3 separate regions of the Mus musculus genome follow, and all the other regions are linked to region 1. Evidence: chromatin contacts called from public promoter capture Hi-C data. All regions are on one chromosome and are shown on one strand. The core of a region is the stretch at or near the end of the contact, and the rest is flanking DNA. Distances in the headings are between cores, read along the strand shown. Region 1 has its middle 94 kb from the start of Trpm3. Region 2 overlaps Trpm3 (transient receptor potential cation channel, subfamily M, member 3). Region 3 overlaps Trpm3 (transient receptor potential cation channel, subfamily M, member 3).

What was found. Promoter capture Hi-C pulls out the DNA fragments that hold promoters and counts their contacts.
Region 2: a contact with region 1 is called in a promoter capture Hi-C map of hippocampal neurons, with 4 times the contacts expected there. A contact is called at or near these places in 3 of 39 promoter capture datasets (the 3T3-L1 cell line, embryonic stem cells and hippocampal neurons).
Region 3: a contact with region 1 is called in a promoter capture Hi-C map of hippocampal neurons, with 5 times the contacts expected there. A contact is called at or near these places in 1 of 39 promoter capture datasets (hippocampal neurons) and 30 of 484 Hi-C or Micro-C datasets (3T3-L1-derived adipocytes, the AML12 cell line, the AtT-20 cell line and 23 more).

What each region holds. Positions count from the first base shown.
Region 1 is chr19:22,352,578-22,356,015 of GRCm38.p6, reverse strand. It overlaps a transcript of Trpm3 not described here. Among named protein-coding and RNA genes, the nearest start is that of Trpm3, 94 kb to the left of the region's middle.
Region 2 is chr19:22,753,004-22,756,441 of GRCm38.p6, reverse strand. All of the region lies in intron 6 of Trpm3 (transient receptor potential cation channel, subfamily M, member 3), which reads right to left. Among named protein-coding and RNA genes, the nearest start is that of Mir204, 4.1 kb to the right of the region's middle.
Region 3 is chr19:22,629,034-22,632,471 of GRCm38.p6, reverse strand. All of the region lies in intron 1 of Trpm3 (transient receptor potential cation channel, subfamily M, member 3), which reads right to left. Among named protein-coding and RNA genes, the nearest start is that of Mir204, 120 kb to the left of the region's middle.

The DNA of each region.
Region 1 (3,438 bases), core at 551-3,050:
TTCCCTAATCCGTTCACTGCAGGAGCAGGTGTCTACTTCCCTACCCCACCAGTGGGTAGTGATGCATAGAGAGCTTAGCAGTCAGATCCAGTGGGAAGGTGCCCACCTTTTCACCGTGCCCCTTCTTTCTTCCTGTTCTGCATTTAAATTCCTATATCCACTTCCTGTGCCTGTGCTATGATGAGCTCACTCTGCAACTCCTCTTACCACCCTTGCCTATCAGTGGGGTCACTGTAGACGTGGGTTTCCTTCCGTGAGCTCATATTTGATGTCTATACTCCCTGCATCCTTATCCAAAAGTAACCAACTCCAAGCTCCGGACTCTACAAACAAATATGAAACGCCACGCGTAGCTAGGACAGGACTAGCCAGGCCACTCCTTTTACACTCCTGCTTCACTAGTCAGTAGTGTGAATTGTTCTGTTCTAAATAGCATAGGGTAAGATAAGAGGAAGTAGAATAAATCTTATACCCTTTAGAAACTTTAGTTTCAACTGACATATAAACCATGAAGGTCTATATATGGGTGGGGTATTATTGTGTATTATTTTGATGTGTGAACACATGTCACAATATCTAAATCAGGTTAAACTTTAAATATTGCTTTAAATATTTGTGATTTTTATGGTAAAACCTACAAAACCTCTTCAGATTTTTGAAATGTCTAATCTATCCATTTCCACCTACAGTCACCCTCTGTGCAGCAGAAGACCAGGGTCTGTTACCCTGACTGCAACTTGCTGACAGTTGGCTAGCTTTCCCCGTCCCTCCTGACCTTCCACTAAGATTCAGGAGAATGGCCATGTTTTGCCAAAGACTGAATTTCACTGTTCATTTTGTAAATGAACTTCACTTATAGCCCAAAGCACACTTTTTCTCTCTGGATACAATTTGACAATTAAAGTTTCAATATCAAATATTCATTTTCTAGGAAACAGTGGTTTTAAATATATGTAGATACTGTCAGCCACTCAGTTCTTGGTATAGGTAGTTGATGCAAAATTAAAAGGCATACTAGGGTGGGAAGGACTCAGGTTTTAATTTTCAAAGGTGTCATCTACATCAAAAAAAAAAAAACTTGCATCCATCCTTCCACAGGGAAGAGCTTTGATCAATTTAGAAAGTTATACAAATTCCAGGGAACTCTAGAGAACTGCAGTCTTCCAAATTAAATTGAACACAGAAGTCGATGTGAAAAAAATGTGCTTTAAATCTTTGTTAAATGAATCGTAGGTGTTGTTGTTACCATCAGAAATTCTTACAGAGTTTGGGAAAAATGCCAAAGTTTCAAAAACTCTAAAAGACAAAAATTTAGCTGGGCCTTTAAAAATATCACCCCAGGCTGCAGATTTCTCTGCAGCGGAGCGAACGTCTTTTTCTTTAATTCGGGCTGAATGAAATCCCGCTGACCCACTTTTAGATTCACCAGAAAGAAGGTAGCTGCATTGCCGCTGTCCTTTTCTCTTTAATTTTTTATATTACTAATCGGTTGCTACGGCACCAACTGCCCCCAGCTCAGACTGAGTGGTTTACGGCTACAATATATACTTATTATCGCACAATCCCTACTACAGGTCAGGAAGACTAGGCAGCATGACTGGGCGGGGTGTCACTCAAGGTGTGTACTGAGGATGGATCCAGGGTCCTGCGGAGCTGGGGCACTTAGAGGTTGCTCATGAGCGTGCCCACCTGACACGGTCTGCGTTCTTTATAACATTCGAACCTCTATATGAGGCTACAATGTCCTTACAGTGGGGCAGCTGGCTTTCTTCAGAGGCAGTGAGCCATGACAAAACAAGGCAATGCCACAGTGTTTTACGTGACTCAGCCTTGGCAGTCACCTCATTTCCAATCAGTTACAGAGAGGAATACAATTCAGCGTGTGAGGGAGCCATATAAGAGCGGCGGGTGGTGGGGTGGGGGTGCAACAAGATGCACAAACCACTGCTAAAGCTGTCAGGCTAGTGCTGCATACTACACTGGAAGATTCTAAATACCCACATATATTCTTCCCTGACTGCTAGAACAAAGCACTAAAATGGGGCAGGGGAGGCTTAGCGCTTAGACAACAGGACCCGGACCTTACCCCCACCCCACGAGGATTTCATGGTTCTGAACTCTACAAATTCAAGATGAAGCGCTGGCAATGTTAGTTTCTTCTGCAGCCTCTCTTTTGCTTGCTGTGTTTCTTTTCTTCCTGCCTTCACCAGGTCGTTCTTGTATTCCTGTCCGAGTCTTAACCTCCTCCCGATGAGAAAACCTGACACACTAGGGCTTCTCTTAATGTCATTTTAGCTTTGTTCTTGTAAGACTTCATCTCCTATATAGACACATTCCAGGATGCTAAAAGCAATGTGTTCAATGTGTGAGTTTTAAGGACGCACACTTCAAGGCATAGCAGTCTACTTTCCCTCACAGTACGCGTCTTCCATCCTGAGATCTGTAAAACCAAATATTCAGGCTCCTATTTAGATACCCCACATTTTTCCATAAATACTCATCTAATTGGCCATAATAGTGCATAGTTGTAATCCTGGCACTTGGGAAGTGGAGGCAGAAAGACTGGTCCAAGGCTAGCCTTGGCTACAAAAGGATTTTGAAGCCAGCCTGAGCTACATGAGACCTTGCCCCCACCCAAAAAAATCAAACTAACTAAAATAAAACAAACAAACCCTAATAGTAAATAAGCAACTGCCTCAAAGCTATCTATATATAGCTATAGATAGATAGATAGATAGATAGATAGATAGATAGATAGATAGATAGATAGATAGATGATAGCAAGCATAAGGTTTCAGCACAAACTATGTTTTTCTGTATGTGATCTTGCCCCTTGTGTGAAGCCCAATGTAATTCCACGCTGCCTGATCCCCACTCCACTCCAGCCTACATCTTTGTCCTTAATGTCACAGTCTGGTCATCATGCAAGACCCTGGCCCTGGCCCTTTTCTTTGTAGATAGTTTGAGGTACTACTGCAAGATGACTCTGACTCTCTTAAAAATCACCTCGCATCAAAGACCTTCCTGTCCATCATTCTATCAGGACCTCCCCCCTCTGCCCACTTCTTCTTTGTACCGTCCCTGTGGTTTGTCATGGTACAGTCTAAGCTAGTGCTTGAGTCCTAAATTATATTATGAGACCCATTACTTGTTTTTTGCAGCACATACCATAATGTCACAGTGTATCTATATGTGATATGAGCTCACACAGCCGATAGATGGAACAGAGAAATAGGAACAACTGTGGAGTCTACACTTCAGGATTTACATTTTCCAGAGTTTCTGATCACTAATAGGATCAGTTTGTTGCTCAGATGATTTAATTTCAGTAAATTACTTTAATTACAGCGGAAATTGCCGGTAAGTGTTTGTTTCCCTTAGACACAGGATGAATCAGATATCCCATCTGCATTGTTTAATGGTGAAAGACACAAAAAG
Region 2 (3,438 bases), core at 427-2,926, 400 kb before region 1:
GGAATGAATGCCAGGCACCTCCCTAGGTAAAGTGTTGGGAGATCCTGTTGCCTGGTGGGGGTGTTGGAACTGATCCCACACCACCTCATTATCTCCAGCAGTCTCAACAGTGATACTGACATTTGACTCCCCATCGGTGGTGCTGTGGTGCCGGACTCTCAATATGGTTCTTGTCAAGAGTAGACATACAGAACAAAGAGTGTGTTGCCATTGAGAGGCCATTTTGAGACAGTGCTGAGACAACCTCAGCCCCTGTTTCCACTTTGGAAGTGCAAATCTATTTCTAAGTGAAAAAATACTGTTTTTCATTGTATGGTATGTGTTTTTCTTAATACAGTGATAGCTCTTTATGAGCAAATAATGATGGTAATGTGCTTTTTTTTTTTTTAAGATTTGTTTGTTTGTTTATTTATTTATTTATTTTGGCTTTTCGAGACAGGGTTTCTCTGTGTAGCCCTGGCTGTCCTGGAACTCACTCTGTAGACCAGGCTGGCCTCGAACTCAGAAATCCTCCTGCCTCTACCTCCCGAGTGCTGGGATTAAAGGCGTGTGCCACCACGCCCGGCTGGTAATGTGCTTTTTAAAGAAGGTAATTACAAATGAATCCAAACAAGGCTGCATTTGCGTTTTGGGTTTGGAATGAAGTGTTGTCTTACACTAAGGGGATCAATTGATTTACCATTCAACCAGGGCACATTTATGTGTGTGTGTGTGTGTGTGTGTGTGTGTCCTCACTGATAATCACTGCAGTATACTAATTATAAACTGGAACAGCTGAATCCTGGACAAACCTTTACACACAGTTACACACTTATGGAGCGCAAGGTCACTTCTGATATTTCTTAAAGTAGACAGCAGTATAGGGTGTTTAAAAGAGGCCCTGAGTTTGTTTGTTCACTGTTGATCACACTGTTTCATGGGCTCCGTTTTCCATTCCTTCTAAACCCCAGCTGTTCGATATCAGAGCTATTCCTCTGTTTGCATGAGGAGAGATGAAGCCCCAGAGAACTCAATGATTAAGCAAAGGAACAGAGCTGCAATTCAGAGGCACCTGTGCTAATCTGTTAGGGGGGAAGATATCAGTTGAAAACTTTTCTCATGGCCTAGCCTATCCTCAGTGGTGCTAGAGATGGATCCTGTTACTTCTCATCTGGAGATGGATGCCACACCACATTATCATTTAAACTCATCCAGTATGATGATGAGAAGTTGGGAGTTATAGCCCAGAGGTATGCAGTAGGTTCTCTGAGACCTCAATCATGGGAGTATTTAATGTTTTTTTGTCCTATTCTATAGTCTATGTGAAACTGCCTTTTGTAGCTTCTGGCACCAAAAATCTATGTGGCTGCCGTAATAACTCGTGACCTTATTATCTAAAAGAAGGCTATCTTGAGATTATTAAGTAAAAATATGGCCCTTTCAGGGATGCCCTAGAATTGCAATCCTACTGTAAGGAAGTACTTTGCTCATTGAAAATGATTGGAAGAAGCAGTGTGTGTGGAAATCTCTTGCCAGTGTCTGCAAGGACAAAGGCTGTTCTTTTAGACCCATCAGCATCACTCGTGGGGGTCATTGCTTGAAATCCCACACTGGCCCCTCCCTGGGAGTCTCAGATCAGTGAGAATTTGTGTTTCAGCAGTTTTCCAGGCGCTGTTGCAGCTGCTGGTCCAGGGAGCACACTTTGAGAGCTAGTGGCTTAGCTTAAGCTGCAGGGGGAGGTAATAGAACAAAACAGCTGACATCTAAAGTGTGTCCCTGCTCAAGCAAATACAGGAAAAGTTCACGGGGTGAGACCCGAAATGCCCATCCACAATGTTCCTAGGAGTCTACTTTAAAGCGTGAGCCATCAGCAAGCCTTTTCCTTGAAGGGCCAGAGAAAGCGTTTCTTTTCAGCTCTGCCAGAGGATTGTGATCGTGGCACAGAACCATCGGGAGATATTTTATTCACAACAACAAATGTTGCAGTAAATCTTTGTTTACAAAAATAGATATGATGGATTTGACTCCTGGGCTACAGTTTGTGCACCTTTGGGCCTAGATAATGTTCTAAGGGAATTTGTAGAAGGGAAATCCTGTTAGTTCATTTATCCCGAGTATGCAATGGTAAATGACTAAGTTGGAAACACGCGTGCGTATAAACGGAGCGCTGTTGCACATTGAGCTGTACTGGTGGCACGCTGCTTTTGTTGGCAGATGAACTCCCTAGCAAGTCAAGCCCAGGACCTAGCTACTAGGGACTGTATAGGAAACTCGCAATGGGAGTTTCACTAGTGAAAACGTCTCATTTATACCCATGTTTTCTACTTTGGTAGTTTGCTTGTAAGTAAAGAATCGACTTACTAATGTAAGCTCAAAAGCTTTTTACAGTGATAGAAAACTAACTAGCACAGGGTTGGGGGAGGGTGCGGGACTAATATTTATAGCAAGTTTGAACTGAAAACATGATATGAAGGGAGGTTAGAGTCTATTTGATAGTGTCATTAGGCGACATTTCCTATGTATCTAAGTTTATGAACAACAACGTCTAGTGAAATAGTTCTTAGTGTTTGACCAATGGGAACATATAAATCAACAGGGCAAAACACATGCTGTTGTGTTTCAACAGGCCAGGGTCTGAGGCTGGAAAGCAAGGTGCAGGGAACGGCTGCCTAGACTTCACGCAGGCATGCTGTGCTCAGTTGTGGCTTGCTTCCCAGCCTCCCCCAGGATTTCATAACAATTCCTAATGTGCAGCACAGACGGTGCACACTTCCTGTGCTCTCCCTCTGGGTAGACGAGATGCTGCTAATGAGGCAGGGCTCAGCTCGGATTTGTTTGATGACCAGGAAAGCTGACGCTTCAATCTTCACCCGCCCTGATTTGGCAAAGGCACACACCTATTCTTTTTTTTTTTTTTTTTTTTTTTCCACTCTGCGTCTTTCCAGCAGGAATTGCCCACACGTCCCCACGTGGACCCAGAGATGCCAAGGCTTGTTAGGGTCGAGCATTCCCCTGCCTGCGTTTGGGGACTGGAGTGTTTGCCTTCTGGGCTGCGGCATGTAGACCTTTGCTGAGTTTGGAAACCTGGCTTCCAGTGTGGAACAGGGACAGCCTGTTTGTTGAGGGTGCCAAAAGAGAAAGGAAAAATCTGCTGCTTGCCTATTTGGCCACTATGAAGGCATGAAATCTCTTGTTTTCCTCATTTTGTTTTAGGGGCTGATGAGTTGAGCGTTTAGGCTTAGAATGTCTTTTATTGTTAAAACAATCATTAGTGTCATTAGTGACATTTCTAGTTATTCTTTAGAATTGTATGAATTACATTTTGCGTTTACATCCATTTGTTTCAAGAGACTGAAATGCTCCAAATAACATTTTGAAGGGACTAAACAAATTGTTTGCAATCCTCAGAGGCACTTTGGAGGGCCCTGTAGTGAACTCCTCAGATCTAGCCATATTAAG
Region 3 (3,438 bases), core at 597-3,096, 280 kb before region 1:
CTTTATGCGTCTCCTTTCAACCAGTGAGATGATTTTTGCCCCTAGATGTTTGGTAAGGTCTGGAGACATTTTTGGGTTGTCACATCTGGATAAAAAGATGACCATGGCATTTAGTGGGCAGATGTAGAGGTTGTGTCAAGTCCTGCTCAGATGCACAGCCCAGCCCCATAGATACAGCAGAGAATTACAGAGCCCCAGGTCAACACTGTGAACAGTTCATTCTGTGGTCATCACTATCTCTTTTCCTTGTTTGATTCTCCCCCTCCCCAAGCCATAATTACACTGATTATCAGCATTTTTCATAAACCTTACTAAGATGGTACGATTTTCCCACATCATTATTTTTCAAAATGTGACACTTAATGCAGCAGGAGCATCTAGCGCATGATTTAACTGTTCCTCACTAATGATTGCCAGCCCCACTTCCTCAGCATCTGAAGTAACGTTGAAATGAACATTCCTGTTTCTATTTCTCTCAGACTCGTCTTTAGGTGGCTTCCTAGAACTACAATTATTGATTCAAATGAAATGAGCACCTTCTCTTCTCACTCCATAACTTTCGCCATGAGGTTGGGCAGCTTGAGGACCCTGATGCCTGCTCTCCTGTGTACCTGAGTCGAAGGCTGAGATGCTGACATCACCATTGCATCTTATAGCCTGTGTGTGATCTTGAGTCTTTGACCTCCCCTCTCCTAGCTGAAGGTGTGAGGTACCCAACCATGTTCATCTTGTTCTAATAAATACATCTTGACCACTTAGTCTACAAAGTGATTTCTCAAGGCTTATGTCTATGAAGATAGAGCAAGAACAGGGCTTGGCAAATTTCCCTGTCCTGTGAGCGGAACCTACCTTATTGTCACTAAAGTGACCACAATGCCTTCACATGACACATACACAGGTAGCAAAGAGCTTGGGCCCCCAGGTTTACTACACAAACATATTTCCCTGCCTGCGCCTCTCCAGCAGATGGTGCTGTTTTTCCAATGTTTAAACTTACTTCACTGCAAATTATAACTTTTGATTGATTGTGCAGGGCTGCTCAAGGGTCTTTAATGAAGTCTACTTTGCGCTTTGCTAGTATTGAAATTGCTCACAGGCCCCAAATCGAATGGGAAAAATGAGACGGCGTACCTCAAACATAAAACCAGTCTGCTCAGATTGATGAAAACAACGTGTTTGAAAAGTACCGAGGGCAACCAAATGATGAATCACCTCCCCACAGCAATGATGGATTAAATTTAACTTCTTTCCTAGTGACTTAACTTATTTCCTAGTAGCATAGGAGAAAATGGTTTGGGGACGCTGTGAAACTCTGAGATGGGAGTTGAACAGGGTCAGTTACAGAAGACCGTGAATCGTGATAGGGTTTCATATTGTTCTTAGGGCAGATGCCTACAAATCGTGAGTATTCCTAGGTCATGAATTAAATGGCGGGTGTTAGAAGTTACTGATTTTGCCAAACAATTTGCTGTTTGGCTAGAGGAAGAGGTGTAAGAGCTCCTTTTGGCCAGCAGGAGCAGAGATCAGTTCTTCTTGTCCACATGGGTTGCAAGTCCTCTTTAACACAGCTGGGGCTCAGAAGAACTCTTTGCTTTGTTGAGGCAGTGTTTACAATGAGGAAAGTAGGCCAGTCTAACCTTCCTGAGAACAGTGTCAGTCCGGGTGAGGATTCGATTTCAATGAGGTACCTTGTCTTCTATTCATGACCAGGGAAGAAAAGAGTCCTCTTAGAAAAGGAAAAGAACAAATCCAAACAAACAGAAAACAGACCACCCTTAAAATTCAGCCCACAGTCGGCACATCCCAAACACCAGTTACCAAATCCACAGAGAAAATCCATCCAAGTTTCAGAAGAGCAAACACAGTACACAGCCTACTGGCAGTTGGTTGCCAAGGCAATGAGCTATAGTAATTTCTACTCCAACTTTGGAATATGATGGATATGTTGTTACATGTTAGTCAAAGAAACAAACATATATTACAAATTATCTAAGTAAGGAATGCCGAAGTCCAAAGCAGGACAAAACAGTATTTCTCAATTATTTCTAAACATTTCTGGATTAACCCAATTATGGACTATTTTTATATAACCTGGTAATACTAAATATATGAGCCCCTTTTATTTCACACACATACACATGATTGTACATGGACTTGTTTTTTTAAAAAAAAAAATCACAAAGGTAGAGTCTCCCTTGCTGGGCATTTGAATAGAGGCAGGGCGAGAAGCGTTAACATTCTATTTGAGATCCCTTGGTATCTAATGACATCTCAAAAACAAGTCACAACTTATGTAAGCTAACTCCTGCTTTAAGGAAATACAGAGATCATTATCTTTCTTAACCTATACTCCAGTTTTGGCCTTTAATGCTAGAACTTAACAAATCGAATCATGTGTAAACCAGCAGGCATTGCCTTTAGATACCTAACTTGCTCATCTCCACATCAGCTCCATCTGATGGATTTTGTTTTGTTTTGTTTTGCTCCTTGAAGTACATCACATCTGGTGATTGGTTTTACTCCCGGGGATGCTTAGGGTAGACATTTTGAAACTAAATTTTTTTTAAAGCTATCAGTGACTTTATAGATTTGAGATCATAAATGTTCATGTGGCAAAATATATCAGCTAAGACTTACAGTCAGAGAAAACCTTTGCTGACAATGGTTCCCTTGTCAGGCAATAGATTCAATCACAAAGTTTTCAGCTTAAAGGTGAAAATGAACCAGCTCTAAGGGGACTCCATTGCCAGTCATGTGAAAGCTGGTGTGAGAAATCTCCATGACCGTCACAGTTGAAGGGCTCAGTCATATTTGTCAGGGTCTCATACCATAGTTTATTATCGGCATACAGAAATGCTTTCCCATTTATCATCACATTGTATCTGAGAATTCATTGCACTCGGTTCTCTTTTCAAGGGAAGCCAAGAGAACCCGAGAAAAGTTATTTTATGTGTAAGCTTAAGAGACTGCATCTCCCTACATTTTTGTAGGTAATCAAATTTACTTTCATATGATCATACTCTGTATGTAGGAGATAAAAATACATCAAAGCATGGATAAGACACAGTCAGATGTGAGTTGAGTGATGCCAACAAATGCTAGTCACAGCATTGCCTAAGAAACAGTAAAATAGTTTAAACACCCCAGGCAGACTTAAGGACATTGTTGCCTTCCAAGTCAACTTCATTACTTAGAAAAGCAACTTAAGTTAGAAAACTAAGCTTTCTTGTGGAGCAAAAGCAGAAAGTAAGCACACTATACACTTTCTCAGACTGCCTGTTTCCAGTAGGTCCTTTACAGGTCTCTGCTATTTACAAGGTCTTTTTGAACATTGTTCTGTGTTCCTGAAGTATGTTTGTTGGGTCTTGGCACTGTGGAGGGTGTCCCATTTCCTACAAAGGAGAGAGTTGGCAAAGACACAGCCACCTGTCCTGCCAG